3 separate regions of the Sus scrofa genome follow, and regions 1 and 3 are each linked to region 2. The links are chromatin contacts, called in public Hi-C maps. All regions are on one chromosome and are shown on one strand. The core of a region is the stretch at or near the end of the contact, and the rest is flanking DNA. Distances in the headings are between cores, read along the strand shown.

The links. Hi-C and Micro-C count contacts between places; a contact is called where the count stands out from the background.
Region 1: a contact with region 2 is called in a Hi-C map of fetal heart ventricle, with 2.0 times the contacts expected there. The contact joins the enhancer-like site here to the promoter of NKX2-5 in region 2. A contact is called at or near these places in 4 of 47 Hi-C or Micro-C datasets (adipocytes, embryonic fibroblasts, fetal heart ventricle and 1 more).
Region 3: a Hi-C map of fetal heart ventricle shows a contact between it and region 2, with 2.8 times the contacts expected there. The contact joins the enhancer-like site here to the promoter of NKX2-5 in region 2. A contact is called at or near these places in 4 of 47 Hi-C or Micro-C datasets (embryonic fibroblasts, fetal heart ventricle, fetal skeletal muscle and 1 more).

Annotation. Positions count from the first base shown.
Region 1 is chr16:51,119,837-51,124,316 of Sscrofa11.1, reverse strand. No RefSeq gene overlaps it. Among named protein-coding and RNA genes, the nearest start is that of BNIP1, 18 kb to the left of the region's middle. Within about 2 kb of position 2,201, at least 6 of the 83 cell types and tissues checked have an H3K27ac peak or open chromatin away from gene starts, as enhancers often do.
Region 2 is chr16:51,083,638-51,087,705 of Sscrofa11.1, reverse strand. NKX2-5 (homeobox protein Nkx-2.5) reads right to left here and starts at 1,692. Exons shown (of 2, transcript XM_003134041.2): 1 at 1,135-1,692. The coding sequence starts at 1,465.
Region 3 is chr16:51,047,578-51,051,555 of Sscrofa11.1, reverse strand. It overlaps LOC110257268 (a long non-coding RNA gene), which reads left to right. Exons shown (of 4, transcript XR_002339663.1): 4 at 1,902-3,629. Among named protein-coding and RNA genes, the nearest start is that of NKX2-5, 36 kb to the left of the region's middle. Within about 2 kb of position 1,780, at least 4 of the 83 cell types and tissues checked have an H3K27ac peak or open chromatin away from gene starts, as enhancers often do.

The DNA.
Region 1 (4,480 bases), core at 952-3,451, 36 kb before region 2:
AACTATATTTCAATTTAAAAATTAACACACTAAATAAATCATTCATTATGTTAGAAAATAAATATTTTGTGAAATGTAACTCCATGGGAAATTAGAAATTTGCAAAGAAGGTGAAGGTGTAGGGAGTGGGGGCAGGTTTGCAATATTAAGTAGAAAGGTCAGAGGTGGCCTCATTAAGGAGGTTAAGATGTGAGCAGAGTGGACCCCTGAGGGAAGAGGGTTCCACACAGGGACCAGCTAGAGCACAGGTGGGAGCATCTGTGAGATTGTGGTTTATAATAAAATATATTTGGTTTCTAAATAAATAAAATATATTTGATTTCCAGCACAGAGCTCGTAAAACCACTGGAATTTCCTGCAATGGGAGTGATAAAGTTGTCCTTTGTTGTGTCCATGAGTTGATTTTTGGAGATCTTTAAGGGTGGGAATTGGTTGCCAGGGGAACCAGCCACGTGATTAGAGGGTTGGAACTTACAGTCCTACCTCTCAACTTCCAGGGAGAGGAAAGGGACTGGAGACTGAGCTCAATCACCAATGGCCGATGATCTAATGAAGCCTCCATAAAACCCCAAAAGGATGGAGTTCAGAGCTTCCAGGTTGGTGAACACATGGAGACTGGGGAGAGTGGTGCACTTTGGGAGAACACAGAAGCTCCGCCCTTTTTCCCCATCCCTTGCCCTGTAGATCTCTTCCATCTGGCTGTTCCTGAGTTATATTCTTTTATAATAACCTGGTGACCTACTAAGCAAAATGTTTCTCTAAGTTCTGTGAGCTGCTCTAGCAAATTAGTCAAACCCCAGGAAGAGGGGTTCATGGGCACCTCCCATCTATAGCCTGTTGGTCAGAAGCACAGGTAACAGCCTGGACTTGCAATTAGCCTGAAGTGGGGGGTGGGCAAGGCCATCTTGGAGGACTGAGCCCCCCATCTGTGGCATCTGCTGCTCCCTTCAAGTGGGTAGTGTCAGAATTGAGCTGAATTGTTGGATACCCAGCTGGTGTTGGAGAATTACTTTACATGGGGGATAAACCCCAGAATTGGTGTGTGACTGGCATGTCTGGGGACTAGCAAGGGAGCCAGTGTGGCTGGGGCAGGGTGGGAAGATCGAGAGAGAAGGACCACAGGTGGTCAGAGAGACGGTGAAGGACAAAATCACGAATGGCCTTGCAGGTCCCTGGAAGGACTGGCCTTGTACTCTGAGGGACATGGGGAGCCATTGGGACTTTTGAGCAGAGGAGCGACTTGATATGATTTATGCGTTGATAACAATGTGAAGGGGACACAGGCAGAACAGGGAGACCAGTTAGGAGGTCAGTTGGCAGCCGTCCGGGTGGCGGTGATGGTGGCTTGTACCTGGCTGATGGCAGGACTTACATAGTGGTGAGAGAGAGTCATATTCTGAATGTATTTTGAAGAGAAAACCAACCAGACAAGGTTTCCTGAAGGAAGGGCTATCATTCTTGAAGGATGGAGAGCAAAGAACTATGACATGTTGGCCTAAGTGACTGAAGGAGGAAGGAGATCAGGAATTGGGTTTTGGACACGTGGGTGTAGGTGCGTTTATGTGCCAGCAAGGCCTTGCTGGAGGCAATCTGGGACCGTGACTCAATTTGGAGATGCTTCTAAGGAAAAAAAAGATTCAAAAAAATAAGATAGTAAAATGTAAAATAAGCTCTGTTTTCTTCCTTGGCGAATGGTGGTCTCCTGGGGGCCCTGCCTGTGAGTTTGCCCAAATTGTGTTTCTTCCACTAAGCAAGGGCAGAATAAAAATAGCTGGGGGCTAATCTAAGAGATACCAGACCGGAGTCTCAGCCACGCTGTCAGGAATGAAGGGCTGCAGGCTGGGCTGAGGGGAGGTGGGTGTTAACCACCCTACCCCCCCAATCCCCAAAAGGGCCTGTGGTGTTGGTCAGTGTTTTCAATGGACCACAGTGCATGGTGGTCACAAGTGGGGCCTTTGGGTCAACAGCACTCTTCCTTGCCTGTATGTCCTGGGCAAGGATCGCGCCTCCGTGATTTGCTCATCTGGAGCACAGAACAGCCAACAGCCCCGACCTCTTAGGAGCACTGGGAAGATTTAAGGACAAAGCTCAGGCCAGGAGCTCATGCTGTGACCCTGATGAACACTGCATCCGTTCCCCTTTCTCGCTGGGGCTTTATTTGAGGAAATGGCTCAGGCCAAGAAGGGGGTGCCGAGGTTGTTGAGTCAGGACCCGGTTTGGAGGAGAGCTTCTCACATGGCAAAGTGTCGACAGTGGGACAGAGCAGGCCAGGGCACACTGGCCATCTTTCCCAGTCCATCCGCCCCCCAAAGTCAATGGGTAGAATTAGCTCAGTGTAAAATATTCTCTTTTTTCTTATCCTTAAATCCTCGCTCTCCTCCTCCTCCCCCAGTGGTTTTGTTTCCTGGCAATGTGCTCCTGGATGAAATGAATCCAGAACGTCGCTAATGAACATGGGCTGAAAAATGAGGAAATGACCCGTCATTTTTAATCTGACAGCTTGACTGGTATGAAAAACAAGTGTGCTCCTGACAGAAATGTCATGGTTTCTAAGAAGGGTGTTCCTGGTTGGTTCCTCTTCCGTGGTGTTCTCTGCCTCCGGAACAGGCTTGCAAACCAGTTGATGAGACAACCAAGGGAGGGGTAGTGGTTAGACTCTGCCTGGTCCCAGCTGCCTTCCTGAATGACCTCAGTCTATTCCAGAATCTTTTGGAGTGCAAGCACTGGCTATACTCTGTGCTGGGTGCTGAGACAAAAGAGGAAGATTCCACCTGCCTTGTGCAGCCTGATGGAGACAGACCTGGAGCCAGAGAGTTAGACTAGAGGGTGGTAAGTGTCCTAGACTGGGTCCCAGAAACCCTGGGAGCCCCAAGTGACCACTCCTTTAGACTGCTTAGAAACAACCAGTGGCGGTCAAAATAAAGCTAATGCTAAATGATTGTAATGAGATCCAAAAGCAGTATTTGGGGATGTGTTTATGTTCAGCAGGTGATGATAATAAATTCACTGAGTGATCACTTATTATGTCGCTTAATCCAAGGATTCTACCAGGTAGGTGGTGTCACCACAGTTGAGGCAATTGAGGGCCAGAAAGGACCAGAAACATACCCCAGGTCACATAGCTGGGAACTGGTGGATCAAGGATTAAAATCAGGCAGTTGGCTTCCAGAGCCTCCGAATTCTCTGAACAACAGGAATAAGGGAAGCCAACTAAGCTGTAGGGACAGAGGGACTAGTTGCTCCCTCTTCATGCAGACTCCACTGAGCAGCCATAATCATTTAAAAGGGAGGGTGGAGATGAGGCATTGAGGGGTGCAGGGATTAAGATCCCTGTGTGAGGATACCTGCTGACCTGGGCTCAGCACAGGGAGTTCAGAACCAGGCAGTCACCTAAGCAAAGGAGGGAATTCATTGGCTCATATAACAGAAAGTGGCTTTTAGGTACAGCTGGATCCAGGTGCTCTAACAGCAATATTAAGAACTGGTCTCCTTTCATCTCTCCTCCATATTTCCTCCATGTTGGTTTTATTCTCAAGACTTTCCCCAGGTGGCCAGTCTCTCCCACCCTCCATGGGACAGCCTCAGACTTACATCCACTTAGCTTGGAATCCCAGAAGAGAGAGCCTTTTCCCTGAGTTCCTGAAAATCCCTCTGTGGGTCCCTGCACTAGTTCTGCCACCAGAGGGGCAGGTTGTCCTGATTAGTGAGGGCCAAGTCATGTGCCCAGTATGGGGGTGGAGTCCACCCCGCTTCCACCAACCACAGGGTGGAAGGCAGGGGGAGTGGGAAATGAGGGCGCTGGGATCAGAAGGGGTAGTCCGTGCAGGGTTATCCCCAAACCTCAAGGGTGTGATGCTGTGCTGTAGGAGTTTCCAGCCACCCTAGGGCCAGCACTTCACAGATGTCACCTTAGCTCGGGGGTTTTACCCCAATTTATAAAGGCTGGAAGGTGTTTCCTTTATAGGAGAGAGCACACTTTTGTCAAAGTGGATTTTCATATTATGAAAGCAGTACAGTGTATGTCAACTGCAGGAAAACTAGTACATGAATTTAACCAGAACAAATTCCTCCCCCAGAAGATATGAAATCATAATCCCATCTAGAGAGAATAATCCCCATTAACATTTGGGAGTGGATTATAGATCTTTTTTTCTTTCTTTTCCATCTACAACAAATATGGGATTTTATTGTAAGTACTGGCCTTTTTAAAAATAGTCTTACTGAGAAGAAATTTATATATAACAAACTGCACAGGCTGTACAATTGTGAGTCCTGACATTTGTATACAACCATAATCAAGATAATGAGCATATCCACTGCCCCACAAACTGTTCCATGACTCTTTGTAATCCACTTGCCCCGCGTGCCGTGCGAGCGCGCCTCCACCGCCTCTGCACTGACTCCAGGTGACCACTGTTCTGCTTTTTTTTTTTTTCCATTTCTTGAGCCGCTCCCGAGGCACATGGAGTTTCCCAGGCTA
Region 2 (4,068 bases), core at 443-2,942:
TAGATCAGGGCTACTTGGGTCTGAAAAGTTAAGACCTAAGGGTCGGTCACATTGTCTCAAAATTATACAACTGAAGAAACAGCCAAGAGGTGCTGGTTTGGTGACCTATGGAAGACACCCGCGACGGCCACAGGTTATTGTACAGCCGCCAAAAAGCAGCAGGTGGGCAGGCGGCCTCAGAACTTGCCTGTCACTGTGCTCGAGTTAGATTTGAATTGGTAGCAACCAGTTCAAGCCACCGTGCCCACCGGCAGCTGTTCCCAGGGCCTTCCTCTGCGACTAGACAAATCTTGGTTCACAGAAAGAACCCTGGCCTTTTCGGGTTGGAAAGGACCCTGCGGGGGGCCAGCTCCCCAAGGCGCCTTTTCCACCTCCAGGCCAGCCTCCCCCTGGACCTGGGGATGTGCGCAGAGATCCTGCCACCTTCCCCAGTCAGCTCCATCGACCCAAGCCTTTTGTCGCAGGGCATTTTCTAACTTTATCCAGGAGAGAACTTCTTGGCCCCGGCCACGTGGGGAAATTGTTATGGAAAAATAAAGCTGTTAAGTCAGGTTCCCAAGCGCCCCGGAGTATCCCATTTTTAATTCAAGATCCTGTTCTCAAAGATTCCACTCTCCTGGCACAAAGGAGGAAAGGCCCCCAGGACCACTGGGAAACGGGTGAGCTACAGAAGTCCTGGACCTTCTCCTATTGTGCACGAAAGTACATCTGGTGTGCAGCATTTACATTTCTGTTTAGCAGTTTTTGTCAGATGCTCAAAAAGATCCTTAAGAGATTAACAAAAAAGATTCTCTCTTCCTCCCTCTGTTCTGTCTATTACAAACATCGCTAACAGATCGAGCAGCAGAGCTGCTGCAGCCTGGGGCTTTGTTAGGCCGAAAAAAAAATTTGTTTTTTTCTCTTTTGTCTCTGGTTTCTGATCATCACGATCCAGCATTTCCTCTAAACCTCCGACTGGACTCGGGCACGGGGGCCCTGGCGACAGCCTCGCTTCTCACACTCGGAGCCCCCTTTGCTCGACCGGTCGCCCAGGCACTCGCGTCTCCTCTACCCAAGGCCAGAGTTTCTTGTCCGCCGGGGTTTGAGGACAACAACGACCCCAGAGAGGAGAAGAAGCTTGTGTTTCCTCCTCACCTTTCTTATCGGCTCGAGGGTCCTTGGCGGGGTCGGGGTCGCCATAGGCACGCGGGTAGAAGGCGGGGGCGGCTGAGAAGGAGGGCGCGCACTTGGCTGGTGAGGGCGCGGGGCCCAGCTCGGCGCGCAGCTCGGAGAGGCCGGGCGCTGCGGCCTCCGGCCCCGCGTAGGCCTCGGGCTTGAAGGCGGCCAGCATGCAGGAGGCGGGCGCCAGGGTGGCCTCCAAGCGCGCGGAGAGCTCCCCGGCGGCCAGGCTGCGCTGCTGTTGCTCCAGGTTCAAGATGTCTTTGACCGAGAACGGCGTGGGCGTGAGCGCGGGGCTGGGGAACATGGTGGCAGCGCGCGTCTCACAGCGCCAGGTGGGCGGCAGAGAGCGGCGCTGCCCACGGTCCCTGGCAGCCTCCCTGCATGGTGCCCGCTGCGCGCCCGCGCACCCGCCTTCCAGCTCGGGATGTGGCCAGGCGGCAGGTAATGCGGGGCGCAAGGGGCAGGAGAGGCGGGACCAGGCCGGAGGAGGGGGACTCAGGCTGCCATTGGGCCGGGGGCCTCGTTGACAGGAGCGATGAGCAGTTTCGTGTCACCTAATATAGTCATACGGCTCAAAAAAAAAAAAAAAAAAAAAATCCCGCTCAGCTTTTTAAAGGGGCCGCGCTTGGAAGGCTCTCCTTTTGCTCCTGCAGCCTGAGATTTGTCCATAGTATTAGCCTGAAAACCCTACCAGGATGCATGCACAGGAAAGGACCGGATTATGCTCTGAATCCAGCTTTGGGACGGGTTGGGTGAATCTGGGATTTGAAGAAATGTTCCTCAGCATGTGAAATGAAACAGGGAAGCAAAGGATTGGTTGGGGTGCTGTGGAGAGGGAGTTATTCTAAAAGTTGTAGAGGCTTTTTTACTGATGGTGTGGTGTATCCGACTTGGCAGAGTCTGAATAAGAAGAGAAGCTTAGGGGAGAGGATTTGCTCTGGGGTGATGGCAGGAGGGGGACATTCTGGAAATTTTGGAATCCCGGGAAGCTTGACTTACCAGGCCAGTCGTGCCCTGGTAGTCCCCCCCTTCCCCAGGAGGCCAGCCCTGGGGGCTCCTGGGTAAGTCCCTCTGAAAAGCGAGGTAGGTGGTTGTGGGGTGGGGGGTTTACCTCCTACTGTAGTTCCAGTGATGCAATACACAGCTCCAGGGGTCCCTGGTCACTGCCAGTCTCCTCCCAGAGAGGTGACCCTCTCCTTAATAATGAAACAAATCCAAAATCCCAGTTGGGAAACTCAGCTTTCCAGTACAAAGCTGTCTTCTAGGGCGTCCTAGCTCCCAGCGACCTCAAGTCTCCTGTTCTTGAGGACCTGTCGTTTTTTGCATCCCTCTGTGCCCTGCCTGGCAGCAAGGCCTCTAGGCCTTTGTCAGCACCAGGGCCTCACACCCCAGCTCAGGTTTAGGTCTCAGGCAGGTGGGGCTCCTCCAAGCCCAGAGCAGTCAGAATTCTCTAAGTTAGCTCTGGGAGGGGCTACCAGGCATCGGAGCCAGGCACATGGTGGGGAGAGGCTGGGTGTTCATTTTTAGCCCAGGGTCAGTAAGTTGGGATCGTCCATCAGACAAATCTGTCAGTTTTGGGGGAGGGCAAGCCACCTCACCAGATCCTGTGCTGGCCTGCCGCATCCCTCTGGGTCCCTTGGGAGATCCGATGAAAGCCCCAGAACACTGTATTTTGTATTTTGCACTCTAGTTTGTGTACAATTTCAGAGAGAATCCCGGCAGACAGAATGGCCCCAGGTTAAGGTCACAGCCTTACGGTATCTCTGGGGAAGGCAGGCATAAAAGCGTCAATTTCCCGGGAACCAAGCTTTTGCTGGGAATTCTGGGTGGAGCACACCAACTTTCTGAGAATGGAGGCGGTGTAGGGGTGGGCTCCCTGTGGAGGGCCATTTGGGGACTAGGCACGAAGTGTCTGGATTAGAAGAGAGGCACCCAGGGCTAAAAGTAAGCTAAGGATACAGCCCCCTCTGGACCGTAGACTCCAGAATGTGCGCTTAAGGCGCCCAGGAAATGCACAAAACAGATCCAGAACGTAAACCTTAGGGTGCTCAAGCCGGACAGTGAACCACCGGTGAGGGCCACTGGGAGGGGTTCCAGTGGAGTCAGGCACAGGCCTAGCGTTGGAACCTTTCCAGCCACGCATCAGATCTGCACTCGTAGGGCCTGTGGCTCCAGGCTAGGGCGAAGGAGAACGGTCTCCTTCAGCACTCCCACCCCGGCTTCCAGGCGCCAGCCGTCAGTACCAGGTCCTCGCCACGGCGGCCAAATCTTGCTTCAAGCCTTCAAGAGCCAGGGACGACGGCCGAATGTGGGCTTGTTAGCTGGTCTGCGTAGAGATGCCTTTTTTCAAAAGTGAGGCTGTCTGAAGCCCCAGAAACCCTCCGCACCCGCCCACCGCCCAACCCCCCAAACTCCCAATCTGGTTCTCCCTCGACGGATCTGCACATCAGTGGCCTCTTTTCGGCCCTGCCTCGCCACGGCTTAGGGCCAGTGTTACAGTTGCTGCCCTCAACGAACCTAGCTTGGGGGCCCGCCTCGCCTTTGAAGAATGTTTTTGGGGAGTGGGAGAGGATGCCTATCGCCGAGGCGGTGACGTCTGGCAAACGAGCCACATCCGATTCAATTAAACGTCTCACTGAAAAGAACTCGGAGCGAGGGTCCTGGGAGCGCTTTTAAGTGACTGGGCTGGGCAGGCGGCTCGCGATGACAGTTTGAAAGATTAGTGTGAGCCGACGCCTGAAATATTACCGTTTAATGGGGGACATCGAGGCTGCATCCGGATCCCTGTTTTTAGTTGTGTGTGTGTGTGCGTGCGCGTTTGGGTGTGTGTGTGTGTTTAGAGAGTGTTCTGGAGGAAGGAAAAAAAATCAGCATTTCCTCTGCAAATCAAGGCGATGAAGATTTATC
Region 3 (3,978 bases), core at 531-3,030, 36 kb after region 2:
AACTTGAAAACTTTTTTCAGCCATCAATCAAAGCAGTCACATCCAAGACATCATGGGCTTCTTCAATGCACAGGTGACTGTCAGGCCTAATGCTTCCTCTTGAACAGCAACTCTTTTTTTTTTTTTGCCCAAACCCATGGCATGCAGAAGTTCCCTGGCCAGGGATCAAACCCATGCCACCTGAGCACCTGAGCCACTGCAGTGACAACGCTGGATATGTAACCCGCTGGGCCACACGGGAACTCCTGATTCTTCTTAAAGATGAGGGACATTGGAGAGCACTCCTAGCATGATGAGTTCATGCAAAAGAAGAAAAAAGATACAGTCTTCCTAAGCAACGGAAAACATGGGAGATACTTTGTTGTGTGGCTCCATTATTTCTACATGTAGATTTTACATAATTGAGATCACAGAACATATATTTTTTCCACTTAGTATAAAATTGTAAGCATTTTCCCATGTCATCAAATACTCTTCAAATTTAATCTTGGTGGCTGAGCTTCCTGTGGTGGCCCAGGGGGTCTTGCAGGTTCACAGACCCTTCTTTGGAGGGGTCTCCATCTCCCGGAGGCCCAGGGGAGGGGTAGGCTCTGAGGTGGACACACCTTGCAGCCGGGGGGTCAGAGACTTGTACAGCTCAGGGTTTGCTCTTCACTGGGCTGTTTGTGGCTGGTCTTCGTGGTCGTCTGAGGGAGAGGGAGCACAGTGACTCCCTTCTGCAGTGACTGTACGGAGGCCTGTGTGACAAAGTGACATGAGACTCCAAACTAAAATAGCATTGCTCAGGAGTTCCCCTCAGGGTGCAGCAGAAATGAATCCGACTAGGAACCATGAGGTTGTGGGTTCGATCCCTGGCCTTACTCAGTGGGTTAAGGATCGGGCGTTGCCACGAGCTGTGGTGTAGGTCGCAGACGTGGCTCAGATCCTGCGTTGCTATGGCCGTGGGGTAGGCCGGCAGCTGTAGCTCCAATTCGACCCCTAGCCTGGGAACCTCCATATGCCGCGAGTGCAGCCCTAAAAAGCAAAAAATTAAAAATTAAAAATAAAATAAAATAAAATAATATTGTTCCTAATTCGTTGGGTTCTCCAGTCAGCAGGGGTCTTGTTCACTGCCTCCCCTGGATTGTGCCGAGATGACAAATGCTTCCATTCCCCATTCCTGCTGGTTTGCTCTGGACTCTTCCTCTTCCCTCTTCCTGGATAGACAGAGTGGTAATGATGCTCCCACCGGGGATCAAATGTCCTTTTTTTTTCCCATTTTTTCTTTTTGCTTGTTAGGGCCACACTTGAGGCATATGGAAATTCCCGGGCTAGGGGCTGAATCGGAGCTGCAGGTGCCAGCCTACCTCACAGCCACAGCAACGCCAGATCTAATCGGAGTCTGTGACCCACACTGCAGGTCACCACAACGCCGGATCCTTAACCCACTGAGCGAGGCCAGGGATTGAATCGAATCCACGTCCTCACGGATACTAGTCAGGTTCATAACCCGCTGAGCCACAGTGGGAACACTAGTAGGATCGAATTTCTTGGGTGCTCCCCCAGGACGTATTTCTGAGGTCCAGCCCCCACCATTGCTTCTGAGCCCCACTGTGGCCTCACCTGATCAGCGTCCATCCACAGCGGTCCAGCCCGAGTCAACTCCAGGGCCGCCGGGCTCTGTCTGCAGTGGCGTCTGAGCGAGGGACCACCTCCTGACAGGCAGAAGGGATGAGTGTCCAGGGCCCTTCAGAAGCAGGGACAATAGGACGAATCACAGAGTGTGTGAGGACAGATGTGACTAGCTGGGGATGGCGTGTCCGTCAAGCAGAGTATCAGGGAGCGCACTGGACAGGGCAGGGAGGGGCCTGAGCTCTTTGCACCATCTCCAGCAGCCCTAATGAAATGTGCTGTTTGAACAGGATGGCTAATGACGGCAAGCCCACCAGCTTCTCCCAGATGACTGGTTGTCTCCGCAGGAGCTGTGCCTACATTGTTGGGAACCTCAGTGGTAACCACGCAGTGCTGCCGGTGTGTCCGATCTGAGTGCAAGAGTCTGGGGATGGTGGACACACACCAGACTGTGCCCAGGACCTGAAGGTGGGAGGAACATGGGAGAGGCCCTGACCTCCCAGACTGGAGGACCAGAAGGACACCAGTGATGATAATAATACCCAGAAGATAAAAAAAGCGAACAAACAAACAACCTAGATGATTCCACGTTTATCATCACGTCTCAATTAAGACTGGGAGACCAGGTTCACACTGCTGCAGCTCAGAATTCTCATGGTGTTTCCAGAAAAACCATCCTTCCTAGGCAGAGTGGTGATTAGAGGTGTTTTCATCAGGGCTCTGTCCTCCAGTTGCTCCCCACTCCCCTGCTTTGTGCTGGCTTTCTCTCAGCCCGGGCCACCCAGGGGCAGTGGGCTGCCGAAGGGGGCAGCCCCCGCAGCTGCTCCCTCCAAATTCTCTGGGATTCCAGGCCGGGCGCTGGGTGATTACACTGCTGTTATCTGGGATTAGCTATTTTCGCTCCCTGTATTTATATCATGGAAGCTGCAGCGTGATGCTGCCAGATGCCAACATAGGCAAACTGTGCCTTCCTTTTGGACCCACCTGCTGTTCTGCTCACACCCGGCAAGGTGGCAGTTGGTGGGGCCAGACCTGCCAAGCCCTCTGCCCCCTCCCCTTCCCCAAACGGCCAGAGACATCAACTGAGACGCACAGAGGGGCTGAGCTCAGGGGTCACTGGCAAAGGCTGGACCCAGGCTCGGGAGAGGCGGGGGCAGGAGGGCCCGGGGGCTGGCAGCGTTCCCTGCAGAAGACGCCTGTCCTGTCACTGTCCTAATCCCCTGAAGTCTCCGAGTCTAGGAAGCCGCTTGCCTGCCCCCCACCCCTGTTCCACTCCCACCCATGAGCCCTTCCCTACTTGCATGTAGGGTGTGCTGAAGAGCCCTCGTTTTAGGCTGCCTGGAAAAGCGCCAAGTGCCCTCGAGTCCAAAACATAAGTGCAGAAGGATTAAAAAGCCCTGCTCGGTTTAGCCTGGGTCCCTCTTTGTTTCTGCCCCACTTTCCGCCCCTTTCGCCTTGGAGGAGGTGGGGAGATCCTGGCTGAGCAGCTCTTCTTTCAGGAAAGGGAGAGCTTTTTCAAAAGTATGTTCTCTATCACTAGGATTGGACTAGGTGACTTTGCAAGCGACTTAAAAGTGCAGTCGGTCATTTAGCAAGTGAGACGTGCTCACAGCCCAGCCAGGTGCGTGCCGAGGGGGCGTCTTCCAACGCCGGGGCAGGTTGCTTGCCCACTCGCGCCCTCTGCTGGGTGAGAGGGGACAGTGCTGGGCCGTGGCTGCCCACCTTGGGCGCTTTCAGAGCAGGAAGGAAGAGGCTCCCGATAAAGCCTGGTGGAATTCTGCACTCCTGGGATTTACCAGGAAAACAGTACATGCAGAGTGGCCCCCCGAATGCCTCTTGTGGGGCTCTGCCTCTGTCTGTGTTTCTCTGCCGAGGCCCGTCCCTTAGGGTGGGGATCTCAAGGGTGGCAGTGAATTATCTTTCCCAGGTATGTATTAAAACATTGAAAAAAATTAGTACCCTACTGTAGAGTTTCCTAAACCTTATTGTTTGCTATAACCAGGGAAGATACATCCTGTATAAATAAAGGTATAAAAATAAATATATACCTATTAAGTAAATATTTATTGAAATAATATTTTGATTGAAATGGACCTACTTTTTTTAGCTTGAAAACTTATTATTATTATTATTTTTTGTCTTTTTGCCATTTTCTTGGGCTGCTCTCGAGGCATATGAAGGTTCCCAGGCTAGAGGTCTAATCGGAGCCGTAGCCACCGGCCTACGCCAGAGCCACAGCAACATGGGATCCGAGCCGCGTCTGAGACCTACACCACAGCTCACGGCAACGCCGGATCCTTAACCCACTGAGCAAAGCCAGGGATCGAACCCGCAACCTCATGGTTCCTAGTCAGATTCGTTAACCAC